Linked DNA regions of Bos taurus: regions 1 and 3 are each linked to region 2. The links are chromatin contacts, called in public Hi-C maps. All regions are on one chromosome and are shown on one strand. The core of a region is the stretch at or near the end of the contact, and the rest is flanking DNA. Distances in the headings are between cores, read along the strand shown. Region 1 holds the start of TIMMDC1 (translocase of inner mitochondrial membrane domain containing 1). Region 2 holds the start of CFAP91 (cilia and flagella associated protein 91). Region 3 overlaps TIMMDC1 (translocase of inner mitochondrial membrane domain containing 1).

Region 1 (2,819 bases), core at 260-2,759, 180 kb before region 2:
TAGAAAGGAATAAGGATGAGTAAGGATTGGCAAGGAGAATACGTATGTTTGATTGCTGCTACTGCTACTGCTAAGTCACTTCAGTCGTATCCGACTGTGTGTGACCCCATGGACGGCAGCCCACCAGGCTCCCCCATCCCTGGGATTCTCTAGGCAAGAACACTGGAGTGGGTTGCCATTTCCTTCTCCAATGCATTAAAGTGAAAAGTAAAAGTGAAGTTGCTCAGTCATGTCTGACTCTTAGCGACCCCATGGACTGCAGCCTACCAGGCTTCTCCGTCCATGGGATTTTCCAGGCAAGAGTACTGGAGTAGGGTGCCATTGCCTTCTCCGATGTTTGATTGCTGGCAGAGCTTAAATGAAATAACACAAACCAGTTTGAGAATACTTCAAATGTGTACATTTTAATAAGAACTATACTTTGATGGGGGCAGGAGAAGGGGACGACAGAGGATGAGATGGCTGGATGGCATCACTGACTCGATGGACGTGAGTCTCAGTGAACTCCGGGAGTTGGTGATAGACAGGGAGGCCTGGCGTGCTGCGATTCATGGGGTTGCAAAGAGTCGGACACGACTGAGCGACTGATCTGATCTGATCTGATACTTTGAAGTATATGTTAATGAAAACTGTAGTGGCGGGATATTATTGCTATTATAACTATTAAGTCAACACCTGGTAGAAATTCCAGAAAGTGTCCTGCCTTTTGAGAAACAGTAGCCATATAAACTAAGGGGAGTAAAACCTATCTTCTGGAGCCCAGAGCGGATTTCTTTTAAAAAGTGTTCTGGAGATCTCGGGGCACCCAGCACCAATACTCCTCTTCAATGCCTCGGTCTTTTCTGAAAACCAGAATGAACCCCGTCCAGCCTGGGAGTCTGTGACAGAGTAGGTTAGGATGCATTTGCCCAAACTGCCTTCCCCTTTCCGTACTCCGTTTGTAATGAATACCGCACTTTTTCTTCTTCACGGCATTCTGCTGTTTTAAATGGCTTCCCTGATAGCTCAGTTGGTTAAGAATCCGCCTGCAATGCAGGAGACCCTGGCTCGAGTCCGAGAGGCTACCCACTCCAGTTCCCTTGTGGCCCAGCTGGTAAAAGAATCAGCCCGCAATGCGGGAGACGTGGGTTCAATCCCTGGGTTGGAAAGATCCCCTGGGAAAGGGAAAGGCTACCCACTCCAGTATTCTGGCCTGGAAAATTCCATGAACTCTACAGTCCATAGGGTCGCAAAGAGTCGGATACGACTGAGCCACTTTCACTTCAGCGTAAGACCACATCCTCCCGCCTGCAAGCTACCTGCCACCGTGTTTCCCTGTCACAGAAGGGTGAGAAGGACGGCACCGGAAGTCAGACTGCGCTGAGCTTGGCTCCTGCCATTACCTCATTTCCGGGGGCTGGCCTGACACCGTCCCGCCCCCAGCCGGAAGTGTGTTCGGCTCCGGTTCCGGCTTTGCCCAGTCCCGCAGCCTTTGCTCTCGTTGGGGAGGGACTTCCTGTCTCGTGTGTCATAGTACCTCCAAAGTTAGGCTTGGCACCGAGGGCCTGTGTGTCAAGCGGTGTGTCGACGGATACGGCTGCAATTTAACTCGGGACTAGTGTAAAGATACTCTCCCATTCCTTCTTGCAGTTACCCTCGCTCATCCCCCACCGCACTTCGTGAGGCCTTGGCCTCCTAAGCGCCCAAGCGAGTGTCTGTCGACAGGTTCGGAGAGGGTCATGGAGGCGCGGCCGCCGGCCCCGCGGAGCTTCCTCTGCAGGTCGCTGAGACCTTTTCCTCGGGTCTTTGCTGCCGCAGCTGTGGCAGCCGATCCCAAGGCTCTTGTAGAGGACCAGGAACTGTCTTCCTTCGTCTCAGAACCCCAGTACCCGGAATCCGGATGGGACCGCCTCCGGGAGCTGTTTGTCAAAGAGTAAACGTGCCTTCGGTCTGTGGGGAGGGGCTACAAAGGAGGTGACCTGCAGCCTGGGTCATCTGGGGCGAAGGACCCCAGAGTGGTGTGATTTACTTTTGCGGGATTTGGAGTTTAATATAATGTACCTCAAGCTTGTATCCTAACATTGCTATTTGGTAGTTCTGTTGATTGACAGGCCGGTTTTCAGATGGAGAGGGTGAGACTAACTGAAAATAAGAACTTTTAGGAATGTTTAGGGAGTCTAAACATAGTCTTTAATATAATCCCCTGACTTTACAAATTAGAAGAATTAGAGTAAGCTATTTAGTGACCCTAGAACCAACATCTGGAGGACTCCAGTATTCTTATTCGTGTATCACTTGATCACAGATTCTGATGCTTCTTGAACAGTAGCCCTCTTCCCCGCCACAAAAATGGAGGTTGGAGAGAGAACACAGTTGTTAAAATTTTTACTCTGCCAAATAAGGAATGTATTAAAAAAATAGTAGCAACTGTTGTTGCAAAGATATTAGCTGGATTCACAAGTATGCTTCTGATGCTTCTTGAACAGTAGCCCTCCTTCCTGCCACAAAAATGAAGGTTGGAGAGAGAACACAGTTGTTAAAATTTTTACTCTGCCAAATAAGGAATGTATAAAAAAATAGTAGCAACTGTTGTTGCAAAGATATTAGCTGGATTCACAAGTAAAGCGGTGTCAGAATAAATGATAACCCTTTCAATTGAATTAACTTTAATGGAAAACTCAGGATAATTAATTTCATCATTTTTATTCCTCACCGGTGAAAAGTTTTCCCTTTTTATGAAGTACTTTACCATATACTGATGGACAGGGAGGCCTGCTGCTGCTGCTGCTGCTGCTAAGTCGCTTCAGTCGTGTCTGACTCTCTGCGACCCCATAGACGGC
Region 2 (2,700 bases), core at 74-2,573:
AATGCCTCCGGTGCTACATAACAGCACTAGAATAAAGAAGTCTGGGTCTACTTGTAGAACTTGGGAGGCTACATAAAGGTGGCAAAATTAGCACTAAGTCTTGAAGGATACCTAAATTAGTTGAGGGGCATAAATAGGAAAAGGCATTGTAGGCAAAGCAATCAGTTTGAGCAAAGACTTGGAACTGGCAAAATACATGGCTGACTGGCAAAAAACCCAAAAAGTTCAGGAGTAGAGTAAAATAAAACCAAGAATATGTGTGAAAAGAAGAATAGAAGGCAGGAGGCTTGTTGAAATGGATTACATGAAAAAGACAAAGAAGCTAACTCTAACGTGTGTCACTAGCCAAATGGGATAATTCGAACATCACAAAGTATAATGATCGTAACAGACTAAAAGAATCTGATATGTAAAATGCACTCATTCATAGTGATACTAAGCAAACAAAATCTTTTTGGTTAACACTGGTGGTTGTTAGGGCACCACCAATTTCTCTTAAATTTGATAACTAAAGTGAAAAAATCCGTATCAGTTTGAAATGCAGAATCTGCCTGCAATGCAGGAGACCTAGGTTCCATTTCTGGGTGGAGAAGATCCCCTCAAGAAGGGAATGGCAACCCACTCCAGTATTCCTGCCTGGAAAATCCTATTGAGAGATGAGCCTGGAGGGCCACAGGCCATGGGATCGCAGAGTTGAACACGACTGAGCGGCTAACACATACACACAGAAAGGGATAGCAGAATGCGCATGAACATTTAATTACCCAGCGCACCACAAACGTTGATATCCAGGACCAGAACTCATAGTGTGACAAAGGCTGGCGTTCAGGAGCTTAGATTCTTCAGTTCGAACAAGCCCTGCGGAAAGGGGATGTCCGAAATGAAAGCCCCCAACTATTCTAGAAGGCTCTAAGATTTCCCAGGGATTTCCCAAAGAGGCTACGGAGTGTGACTGGCTGCAAGGATTTCTGCAGCAACCTTTTCCCCAATCTGCGGCCCCCTGGCTTTGACCGTGGGTGGACCGCTAAATGCTTGACTTTATCACCGGAGTGCAGCTGGGAAGTGAGGGAGTCCCTCTCCCACCCCGCCCTTCTCTCCCCCTCCTCGCCTTTCTCTCCAACGAGCCCTCCGTCCTTCTCTACCCTCGCCCCGCCCTTCTCTCCTTGCCCTCCCCTCCCTAGGCCAGCCCCTCTTTTCCTCCTTTCTTCCCTCCTCTACCCCTACCTCTCATGCTCCACCCTTCTGCGCACTTCCCCATCCTTCCGCTTCTGCTCCTCGCCCCGCCCCTTCCTTCGTCACTCGACCCCGCTAGTCCCGCCCCTCTCTTCTGGACTAGCTGCCTATCTTCGCCTGGCGCTTACTCTCTGGTTCCTGCTGGGGTTACCATAGCTACGGTGCACGCAGCAGCTAGGTTTCCCTAGTTGGACCTGGTTGGCGGCAGGGAAGAACCGGCACCATGAGTCACGTAGTGACTATCGAAGAACCCCAGGCCAAGCCCCAGGTGTCTCAAACCCGGTTCGGAGGGAAGTCGGGGGCCTGGGGCAACGTCTCTGCCAGTCGAACGTATGATTTCTTATACGGTAAGGGCGGCTCCAGACCTCCCTCCTGAGTTGTCGACACCTGGGCCAGGTGGGCATCGAGACTGTCCGACCTGGCCGGGAACGCGGCGGACGAAAGACAAGCCACAGGAGGGATCTCTAGCCCGGGTTGTCTGTCGTTGTGTAGGGGCAGCTCCAAGCCCTGCAGGTGGTGGCTCTTGGGCGGGCTGGGGGGAGGAGGCGGTCTCGGAAGCCGCAGGTGCGCTGTGCATCTCAGAGTAGAGAGCAGGGACACCTGATTCTTCTTTACCCTGACAATTTGCACAGCCCTAAGCAATTGTCCTGAATGCCGTTCCTGGCGTTCTGATTTGGAGATTCACTCAACACTCCCTCATTCAAACTGCATAAAATGTCCAATTCGCTGGGCAACTCCAAACTTGTCATTCTGGGTAGGTAAAGAGGTTGTCTCCTCTTTGTTTTTAGGTTTCTCTTTTTATTTGAGCTTATTCTTATCCGTCAAAGTGTTGCTTGTAAACTAGGTCTACTAGGTCCTTTGGGCCAGTAAATCCTCAGTTTATTTAATGCCCTGATTGTTCTTTTATGTTCTGTCCCTTCTACTGGACTATAAATTCCTGAGTTATTTAAGTTCTTGTTCTCTCCATTTTTGTAGCATTCTCAGCACCTTTTTCAGTTCAGTTCAGTCGCTCAGTCGTGTCCGACTTTTTGCGACCCCATGAATCGCAGCAGGCCAGGGCTCCCTGTCCATCACCATCTCCCAGAGTTCACTCAGACCCACGTCCATCGAGTCGGTGATGCCATCCAGCCATCTCATCCTCCACCGTCCCCCTTTCCTCCTGCCCCCAATCCCTCCCAGCATCAGAGTCTTTTCCAATGAGTCAACTCTTCACATGAGGTGGCCAAAGTACTGGAGTTTCAGCTTTAGCATCATTCCTTCCAAAGAACACCCAGGGCTGATCTCCTTTAGAATGGACTGATTGGATCTCCTTGCAGTCCAAGGGACTCTCAAGAGTCTTCTCCAACACCACAGTTCAAAAGCATCAATTCTTTGGCACTCAGCTTTCTTCACAGTCCAACTCTCAGATCCATACATGACCACTAGAAAAACCATAGCCTTGACTAGACGGACCTTTGTTGGCAAAGT
Region 3 (2,700 bases), core at 39-2,538, 160 kb before region 2:
ATCCCCTCATGATTAGATTTAGGTTTAACGTTTTCATCAAGATTACAACATAGGCGAAGTTGTGTCCTTCTCAGTGTGTGTCAAGAGGCATATTATGTCACCCCTTGTAAGTGAAGTAACTTGATATATTAGTTTTCTGTTGCTGTGTAACAGATTAACCACACACTAAGAAGCTTCACTACCCATTTATTATATCACTTTCCTGTAGGTCAGAAGTCTGGATGGGCTCAGATGGGTTCTCTTCTTAGTATTTCACAAGGCTAAAATCAAGGTGTTGGTCAGGCAGGCTCTTACCTGGAGGCTCTGTGGGAAGAATTTGTTTCCATAAAATTCAGATTGTTGACAGAACCTTGTGGCTGTAGGTCTGAATTCCCTGTTTCCTGGGTGGCTATCAGGGACCACCTTGTTCCTAGAGGCATCCACATTCCTTCTCCATGCCCTCTCCATGTTCAAACCAACAGCCAGCATGTTGAATCCTTCTCATACTTTGAATCTCTCTGACTTCCATTCTGCCACCAACTGGAAAAAACTCTGTATTCAGATGGTTCACACAGGTAATCTCCTTTTTGATTAACTCATTCAACTGATCAGTAACCTAAGTTACATCTGCAAAATCCACTTTGCTACATAACATAATTTAATCATGGGCATAATTTCTCATCATATATTCATATTTGAGAAATTATGGTAGGAAATTTGGGGGGACCATTTTAGAATTCTGCCTAGCACATTTGGTATCTACTAAATTTCGCCACTGCAAAGTTATCTTTTTCCATTGTGTTTAATAAGTAATCTGTGGGATGAGGTAGTGTGAATTATCTACCCTCCAGCCATCTTTTAGTGGTTTTAATGATCCATTGATAATCCCTAATGTAATCAGTTATTATTTAATATAAAACTGGTTACAAAATGTTGATTTGCTAGTTTTGTCATTTCTTCTGTCTTTACTGTCTTTATTAGTTGGCATTCACCTGAATAGAAAGAAGAGTTCTCCCTCGCCTTCCAAATTTGTGTTAAAATTCATCATGTGATGATCTGTTGCTGACATTTTTGTTTTCTTGTTAATATACCAACTTGGTTTGAAGGGGAAAATTGTTGAAATTAGCTGCAAAAATATGTTTTTATTGTGGTTAAAAAACACACATAACATAAAAATCACCATCTTAACCACTTTTAAGTGTACAGTTCAGTAGTGTTAACTGTATTCACGTTGTTGTGCAACAGGCCTCTAGAACGTCTTTGTCTTGCAGACCTGAAACTCCGTACCCATTAAACACTGTGCTCCCTTCCCCCATCCCCACACAGCCTTTGGCAACCACCTTTCTACTTCCTGTTTCTGTGATTTTGGCTACTCTGAGTAATGCATATTAGTGAAATCATGTATTTTTCCTTTAGTAACTGGCATATTTCGCTAAGCATAGTGTCCTCTAGTTTCATCCATGTGACAGGACCTTCCTTTTTGGGACAGTATAACATTCCATTGTATATACAGTTCCATATTTTGTTTATCCATTCATCATCAACAAACATTTCCACATAGCAAAAATAATTTTTTAAATGTGGTTACAATGTTAAGTAAAGAATTTAAGTTGTATCAGAGTCAAAAACTCCCTTCTCTTTGAAAATATGAACAAAACCCTCATCATTACTGTGATAATTGTTATGTAAGTCATTTTCTCAGTGAGTAACTATTGGCATTCTGGGTGAGACAGTTGTGCCAGACTCTTGAATTTTAGGATATTTTGGCAGCTGCAACACCTAAAGCCAGTAGCATCCTTCTCCCAACCAAAAGTACCCTTCACATTTCTTGCCCCTTACAGGGTCTGGTACCATTCCTGGTATGAATTTCCTTTCTGAGAAACCTTCAATATAAAGCTGCTAACTAGAACTTATAAATATATTTTTTACTAGTTTATTTATCTTTCATGATTAAAAAAAAAAATAGCCAATTTATAGACCTGTTGTTTTTATACCAGTTAAATTTAGGATGTTGCAGTGATTGTTTTTCCCGTTGTTTGGACCAGGAAGGAAATTATCTTAATATTTTTTATCTGACAAGGATGCTTTAACTGTCAGACGTCCCTGCACCTGTCAGTGAGCCAGTGGTCTGGTTAGTGTTCCTCCTGCCTGAGCAGAGACTCTCATTCTGCATGGTCTCACGGCTCTTTCTTCTGAATGTCCCCTCTGCCTCCTCCTCAGCACTCCTATAGGAAGTCTGTTGATGGCACTTCAGATGTACTGTGGTGAAACAGTTCAGGAGAGAAAACAGAAGGATCGAAAAGCATTCCAGGAGCTGAAACTGGAAGAACGGTAAGGAGTGTGTTAAGACTGGATTGTTTGGGCTTTCGTGTCCCCAGACTGATGCTTTCTGAAACAGGTACTCTAAATTGCTGCTCAAGTCAAAGACTTTCTTTTTACTGAGTCTTTCACTTGGTACCCTACTTGGTCTTTAATATTTTTAATTAAGGAGAATGGAAAAAAGAAAGATACTAAATGAGAACCTTTCCTTAGACACTTTTTTTTAAGTTAAATGTTATAAATCTTATTTGGTTGCATATTTTTTCTTTTCCTATGTTTGTGACTGCATTGGAAATTATATAAAGGAAATGAAATGAATAGCAGTGAGTGAGTTTTACTTGGCTTTACTTAAAAGGTGATATCCTTGTTTACACGTATGTCTATGAACATTACATAGCATGT

Evidence for each region. A called contact is a pair of places that touch in the nucleus more often than the background predicts.
Region 1: a contact with region 2 is called in a Hi-C map of skin fibroblasts, with 5 times the contacts expected there. The contact joins the promoter of TIMMDC1 here to the promoter of CFAP91 in region 2. A contact is called at or near these places in 2 of 11 Hi-C or Micro-C datasets (liver and skin fibroblasts).
Region 3: a Hi-C map of skeletal muscle shows a contact between it and region 2, with 8 times the contacts expected there. The contact joins the enhancer-like site here to the promoter of CFAP91 in region 2. A contact is called at or near these places in 5 of 11 Hi-C or Micro-C datasets (blastocyst, blood, liver and 2 more).

The regions. Positions count from the first base shown.
Region 1 is chr1:64,273,908-64,276,726 of ARS-UCD2.0, forward strand. TIMMDC1 (translocase of inner mitochondrial membrane domain containing 1) reads left to right here and starts at 1,510. Exons shown (of 7, transcript NM_001080235.2): 1 at 1,510-1,912. The coding sequence starts at 1,719.
Region 2 is chr1:64,450,043-64,452,742 of ARS-UCD2.0, forward strand. It overlaps CFAP91 (cilia and flagella associated protein 91), which reads left to right and starts at 1,324. Exons shown (of 17, transcript XR_804223.4): 1 at 1,324-1,580. It overlaps LOC132345639 (a long non-coding RNA gene), which reads right to left and starts at 1,305. Exons shown (of 2, transcript XR_009495048.1): 1 at 1,225-1,305; 2 at 540-858.
Region 3 is chr1:64,290,298-64,292,997 of ARS-UCD2.0, forward strand. It overlaps TIMMDC1 (translocase of inner mitochondrial membrane domain containing 1), which reads left to right. Exons shown (of 7, transcript NM_001080235.2): 6 at 2,200-2,310. Among named protein-coding and RNA genes, the nearest start is that of TIMMDC1, 16 kb to the left of the region's middle. Within about 2 kb of position 1,289, at least 5 of the 102 cell types and tissues checked have an H3K27ac peak or open chromatin away from gene starts, as enhancers often do. A contact at or near this core is called in blood, where this site is marked.